Linked DNA regions of Gadus morhua: region 2 is linked to region 1. The links are chromatin contacts, called in public Hi-C maps. All regions are on one chromosome and are shown on one strand. Each heading gives the region's core, a stretch centred on a gene start, on an enhancer-like site or on the middle of the called end of the contact. The rest is flanking DNA. Distances are from core to core; before and after follow the strand shown.

Region 1 (5,015 bases), core at 1,181-3,680:
CAGACAAAGACACAGGCACACACACAGACGCACCAACAAACAAACATAGGCAGACACACTTTATTATGCACAGGAAATGTGTCCATTAATATCACATACTATTCCAGGTTGGGTTGGTTTTTCTATTGATCTTAATTTTGTTTTGCGCTGCAAAGAGAATGGAGAAAGCAATGATTGTATTAACTTGGTTGTATCACACGGTCACCTGTCCTTTCAAGAAATCAATTTAATGAAGATCCTTTATTAAGGTGTATTTTAAGTAGCCTATGAGTTTGTGTATATAAGCTGTATTCATTTCTTTAAAACTATGAAGAGTTTAGCTTTCACCTGATTTACGAAAAAAAAAAGAAATACATTTTATGTATTTTTGTCCATAGGTTTGTGATTCAAGAAAAGACTTATCGAGCACATTTTACTGAAGGAAATGCATCCGTGTTTTTTGTCCTACTAGAAACCGGGCAGGCCGAGTTTTGCAAATTTCAGCAACTGCCTCATCTTATTTTATATCCCCCACCACCACCACCACCACCCTCACACTGCGAACAAGACCCCACCTTTTTAAATATAGTTTTTGAAGGAGCTCTCCAATCAGGGAATAGCTTATTTTTTTGCCGTGCAACTGACAGGAGATGGTTCAACCCATTGGCCAGCAGACGGGGGGGTAACTCAACGCAAAAGCAGCATACTCCCCCCAAGACGGTTGTGCCGTGAAGGATTGGGACTCGCACACACTTTGGCAGAAACACATTGTGTGTGTGTGATCGTGTGTGTGTCTGGGGGAGGGGGCCTGAACATGGGACTTCTGACTGAAAATTAACATGTGCCCGTTGACCTTTTTGAATCTAACGGGACCTCACTCTGGTGATTCTCTTCTCACGCCAAAACGCCTTCACTTCACCAACCATCTCGTTGAGACCGTCGTACCTGTACACCACTACACCCACACACACATCTGCGCACAAACATACACACACGCGCACAAACATACACACACGCACCAATGTCTCAGGAAGGAATCATTAATTTGTGTGCTTGGCCTGTTCTTTGTAAATGTTATCCAGTGCTACACTCCTTGCCCTCCCATGACACACACACACACACACACACACACACACACACACACACACACACACACACACACACACACACACACACACACACACACACACACACACACACACACACACACACACACACACACACACACCTCTGCTACTGAGCCCCTGAATTCGTTGATCACTCACTTTATGTTTGGCCTGGTTGCCCAGGACTATCTTTTTTTTTTCTTTTTTCAGAGACAAGCATTTTGTTTCCGACATAGGATGCCAGTGTGGAATCTGTTTGACTCGTTTCTGTGTATGTTCATTACTGTCAAAGCTGCTTTCTTCAATCAGGACTTCAACCACGTCCAGAACAGCACAGCCTCGCTCGCCGCCGCCGCCGCTTATCTGAAATGGCAACAAAATGCACCCTCAGTTTTTGAAAATTATGGAATATGTTGCGATTTTGTGTCATGCTTAACAGGTGACTTTGAAAAGAAAAGAGAAAAAACAAACAAAAAAAACATAAAATCGACATTTAATAACAATTGTTTGTGTGGTGTGTTTTCTTAATCTTTGCTGCTTTCTATCACTTATACTACCACTTAACATATAGTTTTATGCACCTTATCAATATACTTTGTCAGTGGGTAATGACTGCATACATGGAGAAAAACCCGTGACAGGTGTCATAAACTAGGCTTTTCTATTTTTCTAGTTGTATGCAATAGAGCCAGAATCATGGCTATAGAAAAAACGAATTTTAAATGAAAAAAGTTCGAGAATACTAGAATATTGATCAAGATACTCGTAGTTTACCCAATACTGTAATTGTTTAGATCAGTTGTATGGTCAGATTACAATGCATTACCTTGATTAAAACAATTTATATACACTATCTTATTAAATGAGAAAATAACCATCTCGGCTGGGGGAGATAACTCGACGTAGGTATGGTCAGATAAAAAACAAGTTAATCTTAGTTTATAAATTCACACGGTTAACGTATTTATGAAACCGATGCGAACTGACTACAAACGCTACACGAGTACACGCGTAGTAGAAAACGAACCGGTTCTACTTTTGGACGCGTCATAAGAATAAACCAATGGTACTGCTTCGCGCGGAATTTCAAATGTTTTTCAAAAAACTAGCCCTTCTTTTCAATGTATTGCTCCGCTCAGATTGAAAACAAAATAGGACCTCGTGTAAATACAATCGTTTAATGTCGTTTATTTTTTCTTTAAAACGCATAAACATAACGATATAAAAAATAAATATTGGCAGCGCATTATCATTGATGAATTCGGTTGGTATCGTTTTCGAATTGAATGATTTCTGTGTTTGTGGAGTAGCGGATGGATATACCCCGTGGAGCGCCTCACCACCGTGTACAGAGAGAAGTGAAGCGGAGAGGTACAATATTAGCGTAGTTAGCCCGCCGTCGGATTATCTGCGTTAGAGCAGATTTAGTTAAATTAGGAGTTACATAGTAAATCTGATGAATTTGTGGACTTCAGGTAATTTTAATTTTACAGGGCTCGGATCGATCTACATGGACTACGTCGATTAAAAGGTTTGTCAAGGTAAATATTGAGACTACGACGCCGAATGGCAATAACTGCCACGATGATTTGATGCACGACTAGTAAGGGGGTTTATGTGCGAAATACTAACATCTTTAATCATATGCTTTAAATAGCACTCTGCTACACGACCCACGTGTTTTAAATGTCTCCGATCTCCTTGAGTTGGCTATGATTATGCACGTGGACACTTTATCATGGACACGTTTAAGGAGCCTCACATTTCTGTCTTTTCTCTCGAACCTTAACTATTCAGTGTCTCCAGTGCAAAAACAAGTGGCTACTTTTACTGCAGCAAGGCGTTTAGAAAAATGTTGACATGAAAAAGGGGTTGGGACAAGTTTTCCTTTTACATTATTAAAGCTTGTATTTGGCATGTCACCTCGCCGTGACCGCTTCCATCTTGAGGCCAACAGCATGTGAGTGATGACATTCATGTTGGTAGTGGTGGTTATCATGTTAGTAGTAGGGGTTATTGGGTCCTTGTTTAGCCCTTAATCGTGAAGTATCAATTTCATTTTAGGAGACCTTGTGTTGTCTGAAACTGCAACAGCGTTTCCCCATGTGCTTAATTTCCCATGAGGCTCGGTTGGTTTATGTTCACGTTTATTTAGGATTCAACAGTAAAGTTGCTATGACTTGAGTCTGTTTTAATATAGCCATCATCACCAACCTTATATCCAAAGGTGCATTCAAGTTCTTGTTAAAAAAAGTATAAAAAGCAGTAAAATGCATTATTTGCCGGCTCAGACAATATATTACAAAATACACAATTATAATAAGTTTGAGAGTGAAGAGATGGAACAAAGGTACGTTTACCTATATATAAAAACCGGTGTCGTTTCGCAGTAAGTTACTAAAGAGTTCACTTTAGACTTGTGAGCATGCTGGGGGGCCGTAGTTCTTCAGGCATGGCCATCATTGAGTAACCGGGGTAGAAGCGCCACCTGAACATGTCTGTATTGCACCACCACTTCATCTCTTCTTTCTGATGAACAGCTCCGGTCTTGAGGTCTTTGTATAAACGATTCGGTTTCTGTATACGTTATTTACCCAAGAAGGTACATTGCGTTTCTTTCTGGAGCATAACTGATCAATGACATCTCTGCTTTTTAGGTAACTCAAAATGCCATACGGAAAGATTGTCGTGATAAAGAGGGGAGGAGGAGATGGAACTGAGTTTCCTCTAACCGCAACATGTCTCTTTGGAAGGTATGGTGAACAAAGTTTTGGTGAATTTGCCAGTCGATTGCATTATGCTATCTTTAATCCACTTATCGTAATTCAAGTGGAGTGCATGTTTATAGATTTCACATCCATTTCTCTTTTTTTTGGTAAATGTAATCATCACTTGCCAGTTTTCGTGCGTATTGCACCGAACATGTCAAGGCTGCCTGACAGACCATACATATACATTTGAAATGACTGGGGGCGGGGCTACTGATGCTGACGTCACTGTCGCTAGGTTCAGTGTATGTACGGCCGTTAGTAATGCATTGAAAGTGGCCATGGCTGGTCTGTAGCCACGATCATTGATAGTACAGGTACATAATGCTTGGAGCCTTTCCCGTGTTTGAAGGATTAATAATTCCTACCAGACCCTGTTGCTTCAAAACATGTTTATCGAATAAATTGCATCCAAATATATTATGCATTGGACCTCACCCATTTTGATGTCAAGCATGTCTTGGAAAACATGCATATTTCCAACGCACTTATCACAGGTTTTTTGTTTGTTTTGTCACAGGAAGCAAGAATGTGATATTCGTATCCAGCTGCCTCATGTGTCTAAAGAACACTGTCGGGTGGAACTGAATGAAAATAAAGAGGTACTTTTTGTTTTGTTGTTGTAGGGAGGGAGCCTTCTCCCCATTGTTGCACATTTCATGCATTCAACAAGATTGTGAACAGAGGCGTTCGGGCTCTTATATTGACGTAACTAACGCGATCTCTGCTTTAGGTGATCCTCACTAACATGAGTTCGGTGAACCCGACTCGTGTGAACGGGGAAGAGCTGCAGCAGGCGGAACGTCTGAAGCATGGTGACGTAATCACAATTATTGACCGTTCTTTCAGGTGGGTCTCTATAAACATTAGTAAAATTGCGAAGGATGTTGCTGTTATCCCTAAGTTTCCTTTTTAAAATCCCTCTTCTGGAATGTCCCTTTTGTTAGGTTTGAGTCTCCTCCACAACAGACGCCAAAGAAATCTTCGGTCTCTGGCAAAGCAGATGCTCAGGTACAGGATACATACACTCATCACATGTTCACTGATTACGTTTTATTTAGTTTTGTGCAGGTTAAAAAAGCACTTTGTGGTTAATTTCTATGACCTGTTACCTAGGTTCTGCACGAGCAGTTGAGAACCCCAGGAGTGAACCGGACGTCTG
Region 2 (5,015 bases), core at 1,752-4,251, 200 kb before region 1:
CTTTGCTGGTGGTGGTGGTGGTGGTGGTGGGGATGGTGGCGTCTTGTCTGCCATGGAAATTGTCTTCTACTGCTAGGTCCAAATGTGGATTAACTAGTTCCAGTAGCTACCGCAGGATAACAACAAACAGGAGCTTGCTCTGGGTCACGAGCTCTGGGTCACGAGTACTGCACGAAGGGGTCGCGCGCGGGGCGCGGGGGAGGGGGATTGCAGTACGACCGTTTGATTGACGTACTTACTGTCCAATGCAACTCGGTGGCAATGGAAATGATTGGCTGGAGTTTTTCGAGCCCTGCCCGTTCCACAGATGATTGACTTGTTTAATTTTCATGTCAGTACTTCTAACTCAGTGGCTGTAAGCGGGTTATGATAAGGATTTCAAGTAATTTTGCAAAAATGGCCAAAAAAGCAAATCACCTATACAACCTTTAAGTAAGACTGCATCTGCTGGGGTATAGGCCTACTAGAAATCAGAGTACTTCCGGTTTCCAAGCAGTTTAAACCGAGTCAGCTGGGAATCAGCTGATCCTTTACGAGTCGTTGCACAGCAATCACGTTCAACCTCGTGCGCAGCTGCGTGTTAAACTCCAAAACCTCAGTCTTAAGGAGTACGGTTTTAAAGCGCAGGAATGCTAACTGACAGAGCAATTGGCCCATTATGGTTTTCACCTCTTTCGATGCTGTTATCCTCCCCTTGGAAAAGAGTGGTGAACTCATGGACATGCAAACACACAGGCACACACACAAGCACACACACAGACTCATGGACGTACACACACACACACACACACACACACACACACACACACACACACACACACACACACACACACACACACACACACACACACACACACACACACACACACACACACACACACACACAGGAACAGTCTCTCACAGAAACACACAAATGGATGTACATTTACACGCATACACAAATATACACACACACACATAGATGGTATGGTACAAAATGGATGTACATACAACCACAGAAAGACAATCTCTTCTCTTTTGTCATGTCAAATCTGGCGTTTATTGCGCCATTAAATCTTGCTATATCTTGCAAGATATAAGCTAAAGATAGGTAGCTTGCCTGAGTTGGCGACAGCTGTGGATTCAAGAATGATTCAAAAAAAGGTATGTCCCCCTCTGTTTGCATTCAAACCCTGGTGAGAGAGGACTTAGTTATATATACACTGTGTACATAATTACATAATACTTTGCATGAAACATGACAGCAAATCAATGTTTTATTTTTTGTAAATTCAAACCAACAGGCTTGTGAAACAAATGCTCTTGAAGAAACTCTCTTCATAGAGAGTGACATTGAAGATAATTCATGGACACGTCTTCCCGAAGGCTTCCCATTTCCCTATTGCTCTCTCCTCTCTCCCTCTCCCTCCATTTAGTTTTAATTCCTAGTGCTAGCCCTAAATAATATCTTGCCTAGGGCCCATGTTTTCAAGAGCTGGCCCTGGCTATTGTGGAGCGATCGGTTTTAAAAGCTGACAGTCTGTTATGGTATGAAATAAACCGAAAGGGTGTCATGCAACTCCGAGAGCCGCAGGGAACTGTTGTGGTTCAAGGCTGGGATGAGACGGGATGTAATCACCCCAGGAACATGCTGGGGAGTCAAACCTAAACACAACGCTTTGATCTTGTCTCCTGATACCAACTCTCTTCACTCTCCTCATCCTACCCTTCCTTGTTTGGCCTTGTTTCATCAAAAATCCTTGATTGGAGTGTGATTTGTGTTCCTGTTTCAGTTGTCAACATGCGACTCTGTGGTGCCTCCATCAGGACGGAGACAGGAAGAAGGGCAGGTCTACGACTGTGAAGCAGCCCAACGGCAAGTAGGGCTGGGAGTGAAACAACAATAGTTGTTGTTAATGCAGCATCGTCGATTAACCAGGAACATACAGGTGTCAAATACCCATAGAAAACACTCCATGGCTTGCTCTGCCCCTGTTATAACTACAGCTGCTGTATGTATGTAGCATAGAATACGGTCTCCCCCCATCGGATGCTGGTTTTTCCAAGAACAGGAGACCATGGATGCAGTGCACAAAAACAATGTTGTTTGCTGGTTCTGAGGCAGCATGGACAGATAAAACCCTGTTTCTGTATTTTTACACAATGTTGTTAGAATTGTATGATTTATCATTCAGATCTTTCTTTATAGGGCCCTTATGCAGACTAAAAGGGCATGTAAAAATATGTTGATATCGACACTGTATTGGGGGGCTTTACTGTAATAAAGTACTTTTGCTGAGCTTAAATATTGAGTCTGCTCGGGTTTCCAGCCAGTATTCTCAGATGATCAATTTTTTACAAAAAACGATTATCATTATTATTATCATAATCTTATATTTAATTGATGCCAAGGGCAGTTCCAACTGGTTTCTGGTCTAAAGTCTAACCGGGTGCGAGCAAGTAGTTCAGGTTTAATTAACAGGTAATCAGTGGGTTGCACAGCGTTTACAAGTTGTATCTCTAGATTAAAGATTTGTGTCATGCCCTTTACAGCAGGGCACACAACAATAAATGTAGTCCAGGCAAATAACAACAGCACTAGGGCCTTCTGGCACTAAATTATGCTGTAGTTACCAGAATCATAAACCTTTAGACAAAATGAGGTTTATACCTCAAATGTAGGTACAATACATTGATGCTGTTCTGTATTCACAATCTGCCAATTATATGTAAACTGTTCACTTTAAGAGGATTTTTCTAAATTATATCAATAGTGTAGGATAAATACAATTTGGTCAGTTTTTGCTTTTATATTATTTACAAGTATATAGATCAAATTTTAGATAGATCACCAAGAACAATTAACTACACTAAAGCACGGCAGAGGTTCTACAAATATCCCTGAATACATAATAATAATAAAGGGGTAAAATCTTTTAATTCGGAGTTCATAAAGTTGATCATCTTTTGTCTGGTTAATATTTGATTGACTCAAAAGTTTATCTTATCTTGTACCTCATGATAGATTTAATTGCCTAACTGTTTTTCAGAGTCAAGTGCTATGTTTTGTATTCCCCTCAATCAGATAAGTCTCAAAGAGTTGAGAGAGAATTGTCCCTTCCTTGAGAAATCTTGTTTGATATGAAGACTGTATCGGCAGGATCTTGACTTTACTTGGTGCCGTGTCTCAAATTATTTGAGGGGTCATCCTCAAACCATATGTCAGCAACAACAACCCATTTTATGAACGCAACTTAATTTCTTTATTCATGTTGGTCAAAGTTCTCTTGTAAAGAAAGAGAAAGTGAATAAATGAACGAATGCGATATGATAGGGTACTGCTGAGCTGGCAAGTCCTGGCGGCCTCTCAACTTCCTCTCATTCGGGCACTGGCTTTAAAGGGTTCATCATCAAGTTATCGCTCATCATCTAAACATTTCTGTTATAAACAGGCCAGCAGGATCAGGCCCCTGATGGCAACCCATTAGAGCAGAGCAGGAATTTCCTTTTGACCAGTCATTTCCCTCCTGTAAAAGAACTGAACTCCTAAACTCATTGACACAGCGACTTTGTCAAGGAAAAGCGAGACTTGGGTAAGTTACACTCTTTCTCTGTCTCTTGGCATTCACATGTTTGAGGATGTATCAAATGATGTAGAAGATGAATGTGAAGTTGTTTAAATCTTGTCGGGTGAATAACTTGCCCTCCTATGTATTGGGTACATAGCTGGGTACTAAAGCGTGCTTCAAGGTTTTCTCTGGGTCAGTAGATGAGTAGATGAGTCAGTGTGATTGCTTGCTTAAAAGTCAATAATCAGATGAAAGACAATGAAAAGCCATTCATTGAGACATGTCCCTGAGCTACCTATACTGACTTCCTTTTCTTTTTTTTAAGTTCACTCAATGCAAGCTCTCTAATATTACTTTTTTCCATTTCCTAGACCTAATTTTCTTTTTTTGTAAATCCTTATATTTTTCCCTTTTTAGTTTTATAATTAATAAATAACACAGACATGTATACATTTGTAATGCATGTGACTTTGGTGGGTTTCAGGACAACAAAAGCCCTGAAATCAGTTGAAAGCCCTGAGAGGTGTACTCGCAGCTGATCGAGGGACACCAACACCCACTCCCCTTTCAAAGGACATCGCCACCCTACTACCACCGCCGCCATGGGGGAATGGAGCTTCCTGGGTGATCTGTTTGAACACCTCCAGGCACACTCGCCCATGCTGGGTCGCTTCTGGCTCTTCATCATGCTCGTGTTCCGCATTCTGATCCTGGGCACCGTGGCGTCTGACCTGTTTGACGACGAGCAGGAAGAGTTCTCCTGCAACACCCTGCAGCCGGGCTGCAAGCAGGTGTGCTACGACCATGCCTTCCCCATCTCCCTGTACCGGTTCTGGGTCTTCCACATCATCCTCATCTCCACCCCGGCAATGCTCTACCTGATGTACGCCATGCACCACGTCTCCAAGAAAAAGCCCTCCTCGTCCGCCGACGGCACCGCCTCCACCTGCAGCCAGGATAACCAAGAGGAGAGGCGCCTGAGGCAGCTCTACCTGGTGAACGTGGCCTTCCGCCTGATGGCGGAGGTGGGCGTGCTGGTGGGCCAGTGGTGGCTGTACGGCTTCAAGCTGGAGGCCCAGTTCCCCTGCAGCCGCTACCCCTGCCCGTACACGGTGGACTGCTTCACCTCCAGGCCCGCCGAGAAGACCGTCTTCTTGGTGTTCTACTTTGGGGTGGGCGTGGTGTCGGCCGCCTCCAGCCTGGTGGAGCTCCTCTACGCCGCTGTCAAGTGGTTCTGCCCCAGGAAACAGGGGCGGCGCGGCATGCTGGATAGGTCCTACGAGTCTCATAGCCTCAGCAACCTGCGGAAACAGGAGGAGGAGGCGAACCTGCGGTTTGTGGGAGGGGGGAAGGCGCTGTCCGACAGCGCGCTGAGCAGCGCGAGGATGAAGACAGGCCCCGTGAGGAGCAGCGGTGCGAGGAAGACCTCCAGCGTCGGACACAAGACCTCCAGGCTCCCCAGCAGCC

What was found. Hi-C and Micro-C count contacts between places; a contact is called where the count stands out from the background.
Region 2: a Hi-C map of blood shows a contact between it and region 1, with 5 times the contacts expected there. The contact joins the promoter of LOC115530694 here to the promoter of mki67 in region 1. A contact is called at or near these places in 5 of 6 Hi-C or Micro-C datasets (blood, gill, gonad and 2 more).

Annotation. Positions count from the first base shown.
Region 1 is chr18:14,264,827-14,269,841 of gadMor3.0, reverse strand. It overlaps mki67 (marker of proliferation Ki-67), which reads left to right and starts at 2,430. Exons shown (of 16, transcript XM_030340734.1): 1 at 2,430-2,626; 2 at 3,743-3,838; 3 at 4,374-4,455; 4 at 4,587-4,702; 5 at 4,801-4,864; 6 at 4,970-5,015. The coding sequence starts at 3,753. raraa (retinoic acid receptor, alpha a) reads left to right here. Exons shown (of 8, transcript XM_030340741.1): 8 at 1-1,588. It overlaps LOC115531739 (small nucleolar RNA SNORA71), which reads left to right and starts at 4,116; the gene lies at 4,116-4,243.
Region 2 is chr18:14,466,570-14,471,584 of gadMor3.0, reverse strand. It overlaps LOC115530694 (gap junction delta-3 protein-like), which reads left to right and starts at 3,001. Exons shown (of 1, transcript XM_030339390.1): 1 at 3,001-5,015. The coding sequence starts at 4,151. LOC115531700 (a long non-coding RNA gene) reads left to right here. Exons shown (of 2, transcript XR_003973916.1): 2 at 1,773-2,285.